4 separate regions of the Mus musculus genome follow, and all the other regions are linked to region 1. Evidence: chromatin contacts called from public promoter capture Hi-C data. All regions are on one chromosome and are shown on one strand. The core of a region is the stretch at or near the end of the contact, and the rest is flanking DNA. Distances in the headings are between cores, read along the strand shown. Region 1 holds the start of Tmem204 (transmembrane protein 204). Region 2 holds the start of Axin1 (axin 1). Region 3 holds the start of Pgap6 (post-glycosylphosphatidylinositol attachment to proteins 6). Region 4 holds the start of Decr2 (2-4-dienoyl-Coenzyme A reductase 2, peroxisomal).

What was found. Promoter capture Hi-C pulls out the DNA fragments that hold promoters and counts their contacts.
Region 2: a promoter capture Hi-C map of liver shows a contact between it and region 1, with 4 times the contacts expected there. The contact joins the promoter of Axin1 here to the promoter of Tmem204 in region 1. A contact is called at or near these places in 2 of 39 promoter capture datasets (both in liver) and 1 of 115 datasets of contacts at active chromatin or transcription factors (pancreatic cancer cells).
Region 3: a contact with region 1 is called in a promoter capture Hi-C map of liver, with 4 times the contacts expected there. The contact joins the promoter of Pgap6 here to the promoter of Tmem204 in region 1. A contact is called at or near these places in 3 of 39 promoter capture datasets (liver and pre-B cells) and 1 of 115 datasets of contacts at active chromatin or transcription factors (pancreatic cancer cells).
Region 4: a promoter capture Hi-C map of liver shows a contact between it and region 1, with 3 times the contacts expected there. The contact joins the promoter of Decr2 here to the promoter of Tmem204 in region 1. A contact is called at or near these places in 4 of 39 promoter capture datasets (hippocampal neurons, liver and pre-B cells) and 1 of 9 other capture datasets (liver).

Annotation. Positions count from the first base shown.
Region 1 is chr17:25,079,490-25,083,011 of GRCm38.p6, reverse strand. Tmem204 (transmembrane protein 204) reads left to right here and starts at 1,898. Exons shown (of 3, transcript NM_001001183.1): 1 at 1,898-2,748. The coding sequence starts at 2,469. The region is part of intron 18 of Ift140 (intraflagellar transport 140); the gene reads right to left.
Region 2 is chr17:26,136,884-26,140,405 of GRCm38.p6, reverse strand. It overlaps Axin1 (axin 1), which reads right to left and starts at 1,720. Exons shown (of 11, transcript NM_009733.2): 1 at 1,365-1,720. Gm46600 (a long non-coding RNA gene) reads left to right here and starts at 1,654. Exons shown (of 3, transcript XR_001782196.2): 1 at 1,654-2,005; 2 at 3,065-3,133.
Region 3 is chr17:26,111,412-26,114,933 of GRCm38.p6, reverse strand. It overlaps Pgap6 (post-glycosylphosphatidylinositol attachment to proteins 6), which reads right to left and starts at 1,618. Exons shown (of 13, transcript NM_021793.2): 1 at 1,367-1,618. The coding sequence starts at 1,484.
Region 4 is chr17:26,088,302-26,091,823 of GRCm38.p6, reverse strand. Decr2 (2-4-dienoyl-Coenzyme A reductase 2, peroxisomal) reads left to right here and starts at 1,660. Exons shown (of 9, transcript NM_011933.2): 1 at 1,660-1,860; 2 at 2,827-2,895. The coding sequence starts at 1,781. Nme4 (NME/NM23 nucleoside diphosphate kinase 4) reads left to right here. Exons shown (of 5, transcript NM_019731.1): 5 at 1-79.

The DNA of each region.
Region 1 (3,522 bases), core at 649-3,148:
CAGAACTGGTGCAAGGGCCTTCCCTCCCTGAGATGCCCACACGTGTCCTGCAGCCTTCAGGGCCAGCTGTACAATGCTGAGACAGGAGGATGTCATCAGTTTGAGAGTTAGAGAATCTTAACACAGCTTCTCGGTTCTCACCGGGAATTAGCCATTTACTAACCACCCAAAAAATAAAGGAGGAAAATAGATGTTCTCTTAACGGAGACTTTGGGAGACCTTCCTTTCAAATATTTCATCTCTGAAGTGTTGTGTAGGAGATGTTGCACCCTAATTCTGCCTCTGGGGGGAGGCACAGGCAGAAACAATGACAGCTGTACCACTTAAGTGCCTTCGGAGTCATAGCACAAGCTGAGGGTAGATGGCACCCCACACGGCTTGTCAAGTCCCTCCTACTTAGAACATACCCCACAGGGAGGCTGGCCCAGAGACCTGGAATGAAGCGTAAATTTCCTTCAGGCCCTGAGCAATAAGAATAAAAAATATAAATAAGCCACAATGACACTTGCTACAAACTTGAGGGTGAAAAATCATATTATTCCTCAGAGGACTTACATTCTCAGAACTGCTGACAGTCAAAAGGCTGGACAGAGACAGAGTCCTTGCCTTTTGGAATGTAAACTTAAGGAGTGCCAGGAGCCTGACTATATATGGGAACGTGTGATTGAAGGCAGCCACACTAGGAAGTAGGGGGTGGCCCAGCATGTCAGTTCATGAAGACAGGAAAGGTCGGTTCCGGCCTGTCCCGGCCAGTGCACTAGTCAGCACCAGGCTGTCCCAATCCTGCCCGGTGCGGTGCGGTGCAGTACGTGTGTTTGAGATGGTTCAGCCCACAGCTCCTGCGTTCTTGTGTTCATTTATGCAGCTCTGGAACCCTGGTGGGAGGCTCTGGAGGCGGGACACAGTCTCAGACCTGGTGGCTTTTATTTACCAGAGCTGAAGCGCTATGAGGAAGGAGAGCAAATGTACAGTCGCTCTGTCCAGCCTCAGGGGAGCGAGCACTTTGCTAGTAAGCAAACTTGGCTGCTCAGAAGTCACATCAGCTATCCAGCCTGCTTGGTGGCACAACCCCTTACAGAATCCCACCTTTTCTTGCCAGCCCAAGAACAACCCCTTGCAGAGGTTCCTCAAGGTTCCCCTTCCTTGTAAGGTCTGAGTACACTTGCTCCCTTGAGGTGAATGGATCTCTGTCAGCAGATGGTGGCCTGCCTCAGGTGCCTCTACACCTTACTCTGTCCTGCCATTAGTTCCACATGTTGTGGTGACCCCCAACCATAAAATTAGTTTGTTGCTATTTCACAACTGTAATTTTGCTATTGTTATGAATTCTAATGCAAATATCTGTGTTTTCTGATGGTCTCAGGTGACCCGTGTAAAAGGGTCATTTGACCCCCAAAGAGGTCATGACCTACAGACTGAGAACCACTGCTTTAGACATTGGGGATTCACAGCACCTATCATGCCTTAGGCAATGGATGGATGGATGGATGGATGGATGGATGGACACCTAGTCCCTGAGGATTCTGCCTGCCCGTGCTGTCTGCAGCATCCCCTGGTCCGGGACCTAGCACAGCTGGCTAGGTTTGACGGCAACAGGTAAGAAGATGAGTGTCCTGGCTGGCATCCCTGACTATTCCTATGGGACAGGAAGATGGGGAGGGGCAGCCAGTGGTGGGCTGGAGCAGGCCTCTGAAGTCTCCCCAGGCCTTTCCCATCAGGAAGCACATCCTGTTAGTGTCTGGCTCTGTGGCAGGGCTGCTATTTGTTGCAGTTGGCTACGCCCTCCTGCTCACCAAAAACAGCCTCAAAAACAACCATTTCCTCTCTGCTGAGAGACAGGGAAACGGGAGCTCACACACATACGCGCATACACATGCTTCCTTGTGGCAGGCGTTCTGCTTTTCAGGACCTGCCATTTGTGGCAGAGATACCAAGACGGGATACATAGCAGAGAGGTGGCCAAACCCACACTGCGTCCACAACCCTGTTCCTCCATCAGACTGGCTCCCACAGCCCGTTCTGAGGCGCGTAACCTGGCTGATTCCCACGCTGTGCCTGCCTCCCGAGTTGCTGTCCATTTTCCACTGCTGTAGGCAAGAGGCACTGTGGACACAGCCTCCCTGGCCTCTGTTCCAAAGAAGACGACCCACTTACAACTCTGGATTCTCGCTGGTGCAGCCAGTGCCCCAGATTTCTCCCTGGAATGGGTCTTGGGGAGACCAGCTTCAGCACAGGCTTGTCCCTGCTCCAGGCTCAAGAGGCAGGCTAAGACAGGGCTGTGAGTAGCTCTCTTGGACCCGTCCCATGGGCGACATCCTCCTGTGCCGGGCTGGAGCTGCCGCATAGCTTCCCAAGGATGAGTGCTGATGTCCTCTAGCCACCCCTAGCAGCATCTTGGCTTTCTCTGGATGCACAGCGGCTGACTGGGACTTGGAACTCTCCGAGATAGACAGTCCTGGAAGTCAGAGATGACTCTCCAGAAGCTTGTGGCCACCGCTGTGCTGGTGGCCCTGGTCTCCCTCATCCTCAACAACGCAGCAGCCTTCACCCCCAATTGGGTGTACCAGACGCTGGAGGACGGACGCAAGCGGAGTGTGGGGCTGTGGAAGTCTTGCTGGCTGGTGGACAGGGGTAAGGGAGTCACAAGCCCTGGGACTCGAACTGGGCAGGTGGACACCCATGACTGTGAGGTTCTAGGATGGGGCTCGGAATCAGCAGGTTTCCAGGAGTCCCGAGGCACCGTCAAACGTAAGTCTTGTTATTTTTCTGTCACCTTCCAGTGGTTAGGTGAGGGGAGGTTGTGTCCGTCCATGCTGAGGGTGGCAGCAGGGAACCTGCACCTCCTGCCCACCCTGACAAGCAACGCTACAGAGCTCCACTGTTCAGCTTAGACTCTGTCTGTGGCTTCCTTCACAAGAAGTCACTCCCGTGGCTGGAGGCTCCTTCTCTGCCATTACATGTGGCTGAAGGATGAAAGATGGGTATCCTAATCAAAGCAAGTCATTTTTCCTTGGTTAGAAAGAAATATTACTTAATAAGGAAAACAAGAAGTGTGAGAACATGTGGCTGAGTTCTGTCTTAACGGCTGAGGTGGTCAGGGCCTTTCGGACAGTGCAGGAGACTCTGGCTGGGATGTCCGGGAGACCAGAGGAGGCACAGAGCAGCAAAGGGCAGAGTGTTACCTCCCTGACGCCCATGGTGGCCTTTTCCTTTCCCAGCTCTCTTGTTCTGGGGTCTATGCACTACCCTGGGAGTTGGAAACGTCTCTTTAAATAGCATGCACTGTTTGAGAGTACGAGAATAAAGGGCCTCATAAATATGAGGATGCAATCTAAAATCGACACATCTGCTGACATGTGAGTTCTTTCCTGGTAATGACCCCCTAAAGCAGACAAGAGGGTCTGTCTAACAAGTACCCAGTCTCCTACAAACTGCCTTGGAGGCTACAGGTCAGATGGCGGCTGTCGGGAGATGACGCTGGTCTTTAGAAAGCATGCGACGTAGGTGAACATCTGTTCAGTG
Region 2 (3,522 bases), core at 471-2,970, 1.1 Mb before region 1:
CCTGGGCTCCCACAGAGAACATCTAACACTTAAGGCACACAGAAATACCACACATAAAGCAGCTATGATAATTCAGTAAGAATCTAAAGCCCATTGCACCAAATCCAGCCTCAAATCTGCAACCAAGACTTATAAAGTGACTCTATAAAGGTAATATATAAACCTGATATCATATATAAAATTCCCTTTGACACTGTCAAAACACACAGCCCTGGGTGTATTTGTATATATTGCTTATACTCAAGTATAGCTTCCAAGCTTATGATTTAGGTGGAACGTGGAAGTAATAATATGACTATCATACTAACGAGCCATTGATTAAATTCTTGAAAGGTCAGGACTCTCATTTCATATCTAGTGCAGTCCCCCATCACATAAAGTCGTAACGGTGTTTCTCTGAAAGATGTAGGACAAGTCAATACTGCTGAAAAATCAAACAAAATCTCTGTGCTCCCTATATTTTCTCGGCCCTGAAGTGGGCTCTAAAACTGAAACCAGCTAGTACTGCCTCTCTCAGGTAAAGTCAGACTCCATGTTCTCCAAAACGGACTGTGAGTAAAGGAACGCATTGGAGTAAAGGGGAGGAGTACACAGTTATTGCGAACTCTTTACAAGTTATCTTCAGATGAGCCGAAAAAAATCCTTATGCCCAACTAAAAATGCTCGCTCTGGGCTTTGGTTTTGGGTGAATTTGTTTTGTTTGGGGGGAGCATTATTAAGTAAGGCAATGAACACCAGGACAAGTGGTTATCTGGCAAGCCAAACCACACCAGAGAGTGCCCTCCTTGGATTGTTCTTACTCGTCCCTACTTTACTTTTTCATAGGGACTAGGGGATAGCGCAAAGGAAGACACACACACAGTCTAGCACCAGCAGCTTCTCAGCACCCACTCACCCATATCCTAAATGTGTCCCAGACCCATCAACAGTACACCACACTCGGCAGACACACACCCACCTGTACATCATTCTTAGAATCCTTGCTTTTCCTTAGTCCCTGGTCCTGTTCAAACAGGCCTTGCTTTCCCCATGCCCTACTATCGTCCTGTCCCTGGCACATCGCCCCCCCCACCCCCAAGCCCTTCTCCTCATATATACCTAGCATACCATGCAGTCCCCACGCCTCTACTCATACTGCGGAGCCTGCCACCTCTTCCGCTCAACGTCCCCTTGGATCTCAGGTCTCCCTACGCCGGGCACAACCTCGCACATCAGGGGCCGCGCTCCGGCACGCCTCCCGCCCGCAACCCGCGCGCCCCTCTCTTCCGGGTCCGCGTACGCCGGCCTAGCGCGGCCTACTCCCGCAGCCCCGGGCAGCAGGCCTCCGCGCCACAGGAGCGCGCCCGTCGGCTCCCACTACTCACCAGCGCGCGGCGGCTGTGGAGGCGCGGCCCGGGGCCTGGCTCCCGGCCCGGCGAGGCCCATGCGCTCAGCGGCGGCTCAGCGGGCGGGCCACGGCGGGGGCGCGGCCCTGGGGGGCCCCCATCGCGGCGGCGGCGGCGGCTCGGCGACCCGTGGCCCGGAGGCGGCGCAAGGCAGGCCGCAGAGCGCCGCCAAAACCGGCTGCTCACTCTCACCAGCCCTCTCTGGAACCAGGCTCCAGCCCGACCCCAGCAGGCTCCTGCGGCGGCGGCCGCAAGCGCTTCCCTGAGCCGGGAGCCTGAGCCCAGAGCCCTGAAGCCCAGGCCTGAGCGCCCCCGCCGGCGCCGCCCGGAAGTGCGGGGGCGGGGCCGTGGTGTGGGGCGGGACTGCTGCGGAGGCTGGGTCTCGTTGTAGAGGCAGAACCACGGTGTGGGGCGGAGCTTCTAACACGGGGCGGGTGGGAGTCCGAGGACAAGAAGAGTAAGGGGCAGAGTCTTGAGCGAAAGGCGGGACTGCGGCGTACTCAGGAGCCAAGCACTGTCTTGCGGTGGTGAAGGCGGGGCGTGAACTAGGAGTGCCGCTGAAAAGAAACGTAGCCGCGGAGGATGCCCAATGGGGCAACGACTACTGCTCGTCCCGAAAGGTGCCATGGGAAACAGCCCTGAGCGCGCTCAACAACCACAGCCATCACTGAACCCTAGGCCAGTACACTGAAGGCAGACCACTCATATCTGATCGCAGATGCTATTGAGAGAGTAGAGTTTCTGGGTAGCTGGTCGCCCTCCACACAAATACACACATAACACTTATAATGTCTGCAAGGCATCTCTTGCTAAGTCTGCAAGCGCAAAGAGTCAACTCCATTTTGCCCCACCACAGGAACATAGATGCACAACTCTCTACTTGGCAGGTCTCAACCCTCGGTCAGCCACATCCCAAGGAGAAATATGTGAACACAAGTAATTACTGCACTTAAGAATGTCATCTACCAGTCAAATCAGCCCCTGACACCTCTCAGGTAGTCCATTTTGCAGACAAAAAGTTGTGACCTAGGCTTAGTACGCACCCACCCAGACCTCACCTTGGCCAGAGGACTCCTGGTACCCATACCACCCTATACTGGCTGCATCTGCACTTGCCATCTACATGCTTTTATACTGCTGCTGCCAGTGCCACTGCCATGTTTTGTTCTGGACATTGTTCTCCCTCATTGCCTTGTCCCTTCTTCATGGCTCACAGGCAAAAGCAGTAGTACTGGCTTCAGACTCTAAACCCACAGCTGACTGGGGTGATCCTAACCCTGCCACCTGTCCCTTAAGAGGACTTAGCACAGTACCGAGGACCAGGATTGCTATGTATAGAGAAGGAACCACTTGAACTATAGCTACTAGGGTGACCAAGCCTGACAAATTCCCCTCCTAGACTCATCACTGAGCCTCAGGTCTGGGGCTGGGGTATAGATAGTGCCCCCCCCCTCAAATGCCAGGACAAGTTTCATGTTCACTTCTGTCCATCTAATGCAGCCTCAGGTCCTCCGGCCTCTGGGCACTGGAGACTCTCTAGCAGCCCCTGACCCAGACCATTCAGCCTCATACCATTAGAAGAAACAATCACGACCACTGAGTGAGCAGTAGATAGCCTTGGCCTTGGGCATCCTCCCCACTCCCAAACCCGGACCCCAATGCTTGCCTTGATTCTGTAGAGCTGCTGCTGCGGCCAGGCCAGGCTCTCGGGATCAAGTCCACGTCCATCCTCCTGCTGGCCCACGGTGGTAGGTATCCCCAAGCCCTGGGACCAGAGTAGGGCCCTCGGGCCTCCAGCTCCTCGGGACCCCTGCCCTGCAGGGACAGGAAGGGAATCAGGAAGCCTGGAGGAAATGCAACGGCCTGCTAAGGAGTGCTGGGGGGGGGGGGTGTGGTGGGGGAGAAATTATAAATAGGGGTAAAAGGATTAAATTATGAAGACCTTGAGGGAGTTTCTGCAATGAGAGGGTAAAGGACAGCACTTGAGAGCCTTGAAATGCCTTTGCTCCTCCCAGAATTGCCATTAGCAGCTTTAACTAAATTTTCATGGCATTTGCTCATGTTTCTTGCCAGGAATCAAGAGTTTTAAAAACCCAAACTCATGAGCAGAAATTCTTTTCCTCAATGTAGACATAGA
Region 3 (3,522 bases), core at 369-2,868, 1.0 Mb before region 1:
CAGCCATCAACTCTCACTTGGGCTTAATCCCAGGGCTGGAGAAGGAGGAACAAATAGGATGTGGTATGGAGCAATCTATCAGAAGGTCTTTAGGGAACACTGCCTTTCATTTCAAACTATACCAACTCCTCGGAAACCAAAAACAACAACCCTCAAAGAAACAAGAGCTCCGGGCTGGAGAGATGGCTCAGCGGTTAAGATCACTGACTGCTCTTCCAAATGTCCTGAGTGCAAATCCCAGTAACCACATGGTGGCTCACAACCATCCCTAGTGAGATTTGACTCCCCCTTCTGGAGTGTCTGAAGACAGCTACAGTGTACTTACATATAATAAATAAATAAATCTTTAAAAAAAGAAACAAGGGGCTGGTGAGATGGCTCAGTGGGTAAGAGCACCCGACTGCTCTTCCGAAGGTCCGAAGTTCAAATCCCAGCAACCACATGGTGGCTCACAACCATCCGTAATGAGATCTGACTCCCTCTTCCGGAGTGTCTGAAGACAGCTACAGTGTAATTACATATAATAAAAATAAATAAATAAGTAAATAAATAAATAAATAAAAAAGAAAGAAACAAGAGCTCCAAGGGAGGAGGGGGTGGAAATGGGAGGTACAGTCAACATCCGGAAAGGTCCAAGGAACACCAGGTAGCACAAAGGTCTCCCGGGGAGTTTCCCGCCGGGCAAGAGAAGGGAAAGTACTCATCTTTCCTATTTCTAAATGTCTGCGGGTAGGCAGAACACAGAGGGTCAAAGATCTAACTGCCTCCTTAAACTGTAGTCCAGTGCGTTCCCACTTGCGGAGCAGAAATAACAAAAAGCAGTTAGGAAGCTCCCCTATAAGGGAGTACCCTTTCTTTACATCCATTCTGGTCAGCCAGCTTCTCTAGGGCCAGCTGGCAGCACAGTCGGTGAGAAGCAAAATCAGCAATCAAGAGTGACCTTCCTGGGATTGGATTAGGAACATAATGCTGGTTAGACCCCCCCTAGTCCAGGGTCTGCCCAACTTTCTCTAGCTCAACCCTTCTACCAGATACTGTCCCTTGCGTCACCACGGTTCAGCTATTCTTCGGAGATAGGTTCCTCTACCTCCCAGCTCTTGGGTGCCACAGTCGCGTCTCTAAAGCACAGGAGAGACGGACCGGTAGAATCCGCTCCAAGTGAGCGAACTCGGCGGGCCCGGAACGGAAAAGCGGGCATGGGGGTTTTTCTGGCCCGGATGCCCCGCAGGGGGCGCAACCCAAGATGAGAACCTCGTTTCAACGCCGCGCCAGGTGAACGCACAGGTGCCCCCCGTGAGTCACAATCCCCGCCTCCCGCCCGCCCCCGGCCCGCGCCGCGGATGGCGCTGTAGGCCCGCGGGCTCACCGCTCTCCTTGCTGTTGCTGGCGGCGGCAGGCGGAGGCCGAGCCAGGAGCAGCAGCAGCAGCAGCAGTGACCCGGTCGCTGCCTCCCGCGCTGTGCCCCCGGCCCCAACCCGGCCCATGGCTCGGCGCTCAGCCCGAGCTACCCCTCCCGCGTCCCGCGCCGCTCGCCCCCGCCTGGGCAGCCCCCGCCGCCTCTGCGGCCGCCGCCACTGCCTCTGCCCGGAGCTCCCATGGCTCCGATAGACCTGCCGCCAGCGCCCCGGGCACTTCCGCCTCCGAGGCCCCGCCCCGCAGGGAGCCGGCCTGCGGTCTAGGTTCCTGAGGATGCTGGACCGCGTCACCTTGGCCAGAGTGGAGGCGAACAGCAGGGGGCCGAAAAGGTCTCATTGGAAGGGGACACGGATTCACTGGGGATCACTCAGCTTGAGGGGGTGGGCGGCAAAGGATGAAGGGTCCTGTCGAACGCTTTGGGGTACCAGACGACAGATGTCACGTATACGTGACATATACGCCCGAAGGTGCACTCTGACCTTGCCTGGAAGAACCGAACCTCCAGCTGCTCTCAGGACCCCTCACACCATAACCATAAACTGCCGCAAAAGTATAAGAGACCAAATGGAAACGGGAAGGTGCACTTTGAGTAACCGAGTTTCATGTCAGTGTCAGATGAACTACTCTGGGTACCAAAGGGATATATTCCAAACATGTTAAAGATGTGGTTGCAAACTGAAAGCCCAAAAAGAGAAGTTGAGGCTTTTTTCAGAGGGGTTCGATGCAACAACAAAAGTAAAACAATGCACTAAAAACATGCGTACAAAAATAAGCCAAACATTTGTGGCCCGTGCCTTTAATTCCAGCACTGGGGAGGCAAAGGCAGGCAGACCTCTGAGTTCAAGGCCAGGGTAGTTTACAAATAAAGTCCAGGACAGCCAAAGCTATTACACAGAGAAACCCTGTCTTGAGAAAAAAAAATTATAAATAACACCAGGTCAGGTTGCAGCCTATCATGAAAAGCTGAGTACAGTGGATCTCAGCTGAAGTCCCAGTGCTGGCAAGGCTAGAACAAGAAAATCACCAAGAGTGAGGCCAGCCTGACCTACAGATACTAGTAAAGTGCTCCCCACATCAGTATTACCTGCCTTTTCAGGAAAGTGATAAGGGACCAGGGTGGTCATGGTGCACACCTTTAATCCCAGCACTTGGGAGGCAGAGACAGACCAACCTCTGAGTTCCAGGTACTCAGAGAAACCCTGTTTTGAAAAGCTGGGGGAAAAAAGTCAAAGTGCTACATGCTACAGGATTCCTAAAACATTATGCAAATTAGAACAACAGGACCACCTCCTGTGTTAGAGAATGTTAAAAAGTTGGAGCATATTTATCCTTTTGCCAAACAAAGATCAAAAAGCTCTTTGGGGAGATGGGGCCCAAATTAAGGAATGTCCCCAAGGAGCCTCCGAACTCTCCAAAAATAGCCCCAGCCTGTAGGAAAACTATTTCCTTTGTTATCCTGCCAGGGTTCACTGAAGTGTGGGGCTGCATCCACCCACTGTTCTAATGGTAGATGCATATATAAAGTGGTCACCCCTACTGAAAGTGACTGTGGTCACATGAGAAAGGGCTGGTGGGGCAGAGCACACCTGTATCTCAGCACAAGGAAGGAAGAAAGGCCCCACCCACCGGCAAGGCAAGTGGATATCTAAATTCAAGGCCGGCCTCGGGTACAAAGGGAGTTCCAGGACAGCCAGGGCTACACAAGAACTCCTTTCTCAACACCTCCCCTTTCTCCTCAAGAAAAAAAAGGAAAATATTGTGCTTTGTTTGGGAATGATGTACTGTGTTAGGAAAGTGGGGGGGGGGGGATGTTTTAATTGAGTGAGAGAAATTCACATCTTGTGTTGGAGAGAGTGATAGCCACAGGTTAAAAGCCCTTGCTCCTCTTCTAGAGGACGAAAGTTCAGTTCCCAGAATCCATGTTAAGTGGCTCATAACCACCTGTAACTCCAGCTAGGGGATCAGATAAGCTCCTCTGGTCTCCTAGGCCACTCCCATAGAAAAATAAAATTAATTTTCATGTCTATGTATCAAAGGTATGGAATATCTGCAAAAGAAGTTGGCATCTGGTCACCGTGCTGCGCCCTGGGGGAAGGGAGACAGGAG
Region 4 (3,522 bases), core at 411-2,910, 1.0 Mb before region 1:
AAAAGTGCCAGACAACCTTTGGGGCATTGTCAAAGGTGACTTCACCTGCCTCAAAGGAGAGACATTAAAATTTTATGCTTAAAATGGAAATGGTCTACTTACTAGTTCTGCTATCTCAGCACTGTGTGACCTTTCCTGGGAGATATGAACAAATGCTTGTTCACCCCCTCTAGGGCACCAATAACAGACTAGAGTAACAATTCCAACCATTTCCAGTTGGTGAACCCATGAGTTCGTTGGACTGGCTTATGGGACCGTGGATGAGAGATTGGCCACAGAAACATGGGTGACCTCAGGACAGCCGAGTCACTGAAAGGTCCCCCTGCCCCCAGCATGGGCAGTGACAGCAAGCCTGATGGGATCCTGCTTTCAGTTTACCTACCTCCTACAGGGGAGTAGAAAGTCCTAGGTGAGGAGTTAAGGCCAGTGTATAATGCCGATCCTGGATTACTACTCCCCTAGTCCCAGCTACCACCGTATTCTACTTATTTCATTGGCACGACTACAGGGCCAAGCTATAGGTCACCAGAGCAATGATGCACCATGATGTCCCATAGTCATGACAAATGTGGAGGAAATTGCTTTACTCAAGCACTTTAATGAGTGTTTTTATGCATGGTATAAAACATTAGGCCTGAAGCTTAGAGCTTTGAGTAAAGAAAGGAAGGATCCCTCGACTTTGGGTAAATGCAAGAACCAAGCAAGAATCCAGGGCCCATGAAATTGAGAATCCAATTGGGGTTCTTTTGCGGGCGCTGGTATAGCTCCTGCCCATCTGATTTGTCTGAGGATGGCAGTAAAGAATAGACCGGACCTGAGGCTTCTTCAAGGCCCAGTGAGCGAGCCTTCAGTAGGAGTACACACCAGTCTTTGTGGGTATTGTGTATCAGGTCTCCTGAAGTTGGAACAGCAGAGCCTAACACTCCAAGGGCTACTCTCATCTCTCCCTCAATGCAACCCAGGCACAAAAGAGTATCCTCCACTCCCGACCTGATGCTGTCCATGATGACCACCACGGCCTGATGTCCATTTATGTTCACATTGACACATGTAAGTCACATCTCACCCCGGATCCCAGAGTCACTGATTCAGTTGCAGGTACATCATGACAGCTTCTGTGGCTAATTTGATAAGTCATTTCACTCTTTGACATCTAGACAATGGAACCCAGTTCTTGGTTCTCTGAGTTTCAGTGCAGTGATTCTTGCCAGCCAGCAAGAGGTTCACTCTGGACTTTCCACCCGGGTTAGCCACGAGAGGGAGCTATTGGGTTTGCAAGCTCCAGATTCTCTGCACTGGGAGGTAGTGTCCAAGAGCGGTGTTCATCTGGAGTTCCGACTTCCACAGCTGATAGCACGCAGCCCGGCCAGCTTGGGTATATGGACTAAGTGGCTGCACAGACACCAACTGGGAAAGGAACCGGGCATTTAACTGGCTGGAGCGTCTCTGGGCCTCTGTATCAGTGCCTCCTCCCATTCTCAGTCCCAGCAGGCTGCGCGCCACCGAGGGCGGGGTGTCCGCCTGGTCGAGTGGGAAGGGCTGGAGGCTGGGAGTTGCGGGAGGGTCTGTGATAGGAAGGCTTGAAGGGCCCAGGCACCTTTTTGGGGTGGGGCGCCCCTGTCCCACCCCCGTCTGATGGGCGGCTTGATGTGGGGGCAGAACTTTGGTCCTGGATCTTTCTGGGCGGAGCGAGCAACCTGCAGAACGCTGCGTTTTGCGTTGGAAAGGTAGATCTGGTTCCTGGTTCCACTGTCCTTGCCATCCCGGACACGCAGCAATCATGGCCCAGCCGCCGCCCGACGTTGAGGGGGATGACTGTCTTCCTGAATACCACCATCTCTTCTGCCCGGATCTTCTCCAGTGAGCTAAAGCAGGGAACCAGGGGGCGATCCAGACTTGGGGCACAGGGTTTAACGAATCTGCCACTGGATGTGACATCACAGAGGACAGATGCTCAGTACTCCGTTCCTGGGCAATCGTAGACCTGAAGTTTCTTGGGGTTCTGGAAGAATGGGATGAGGGACTGAGGGTGGAAGCTGCTCACTTTGTTTTGTTTTGTTTTAGAGACAGGGTTTCTCTGTATAGCCTTGGCTGTCCTGGAAGTCACTTTGTAGACCAGGCTAGCCTCGAACTCAGAAATCCGCCTGCCTCTGCCTCCCGAGTGCTGGAATTAAAGGCGTGCGACACCACGCCCGGCGCTTGCTCACTTTTGAAAACAAGTCTCTCTTGGTAACTTACTACGCAGAAAATTTTAGGCTAAATAAACTCCTTCACCTCCGAACTTCTAGGGAGCCTAAAAATAACCGACTTTAAAGATTGCAGTTTTATGGCTGGGGATTTATGTCTTGCAAATTCATTGAGTACCTGTTTAGCAGGAGCATGTTTTCCTTCATAGCGAAACTGGGTAGAAGTTCATGGAGTGAAAGTTCTCCACGGGCCGCTTATCTATTTGAGCTTGAGTTAACAGAGATCTATCTATCTAAAGCTCTTCGAGATGAGGTTTCTCTGTGAAGCCCTGGCTGTCCTAGAACTCTCTCTGTAGACCAGGCTGGCTTTTAATTCTTGGTCCCCCTGTCTCCACTTCTCACAGGCTGGAATTACAGGCATGCATCCCCCATCAAGCTAAAACATGGTTTTCAAAGAAGAGTTTAGGGACTAGAGAGATGGCTGAATAAGTTCAGAGCACTTACTGTTCTTGCAGGAGACCCAGCATTGGTTCCCAGCATCCACACGAGGACTCAACTCTCTGTAGGCACACAGGCAAAACACTCATACTGGTAAAACAAATAAATATTTAAAAATGACTACATTTTCTTGTTTTTGAAGGGACAAAGTGGCCTTTATCACAGGTGGTGGTTCTGGGATTGGCTTCCGGATCGCAGAGATTTTCATGAGGTACACACTACCGGAACCCTTCCTGCCACCTTACGTCCCTTTGTCTGGATCTTGGTGGATTTGGGGGAGTGGTTGAATGCTGTCTTGGGGAGAGGTCAGGACCTTTGTGGTCTCCTAGAATTAGTTGAGACTGTGTGTGACTAGCCTCACAGCCTCGTACGTTGACGGGGTGCTGCTGATGTGGGAGAAGAGTGTCCCTTGGACACAGGTTTTGTGACCTCATTGAGAGGATTAGCAGCTCGATACCAAAGCTGGTGGAGGCTCAGAATTGTGGAGGTGGAGGTAGAAGAACCCTTCTCCAGTCTTCCCCAGCACTCAGCTTTTCACAACTGGACGTGAGTCCCACAAGAATCGACTGAGGCTCCAAGTAGTAGATTATTATTCAGAGCTGGTGGCTTTATGAAGTTTCTTCTAGTAGAACAAAGCCCTGTCTATTCAGAGTCGGGAAGATTAAATAAGCTGGTGTAGCTTCTATGAAAACCTGTGGAGCAGGTCATAGACACTGTTGTCACCGGGTGGCTCCCCCTCTCAAAATGGGCTCCTGTTCTTCACTCCAGTGTCCCAGCAGGGCCCTGCACAGATATGGGATTGACACCAGTATCCCACTACACCCTCTCTGCCATGTAC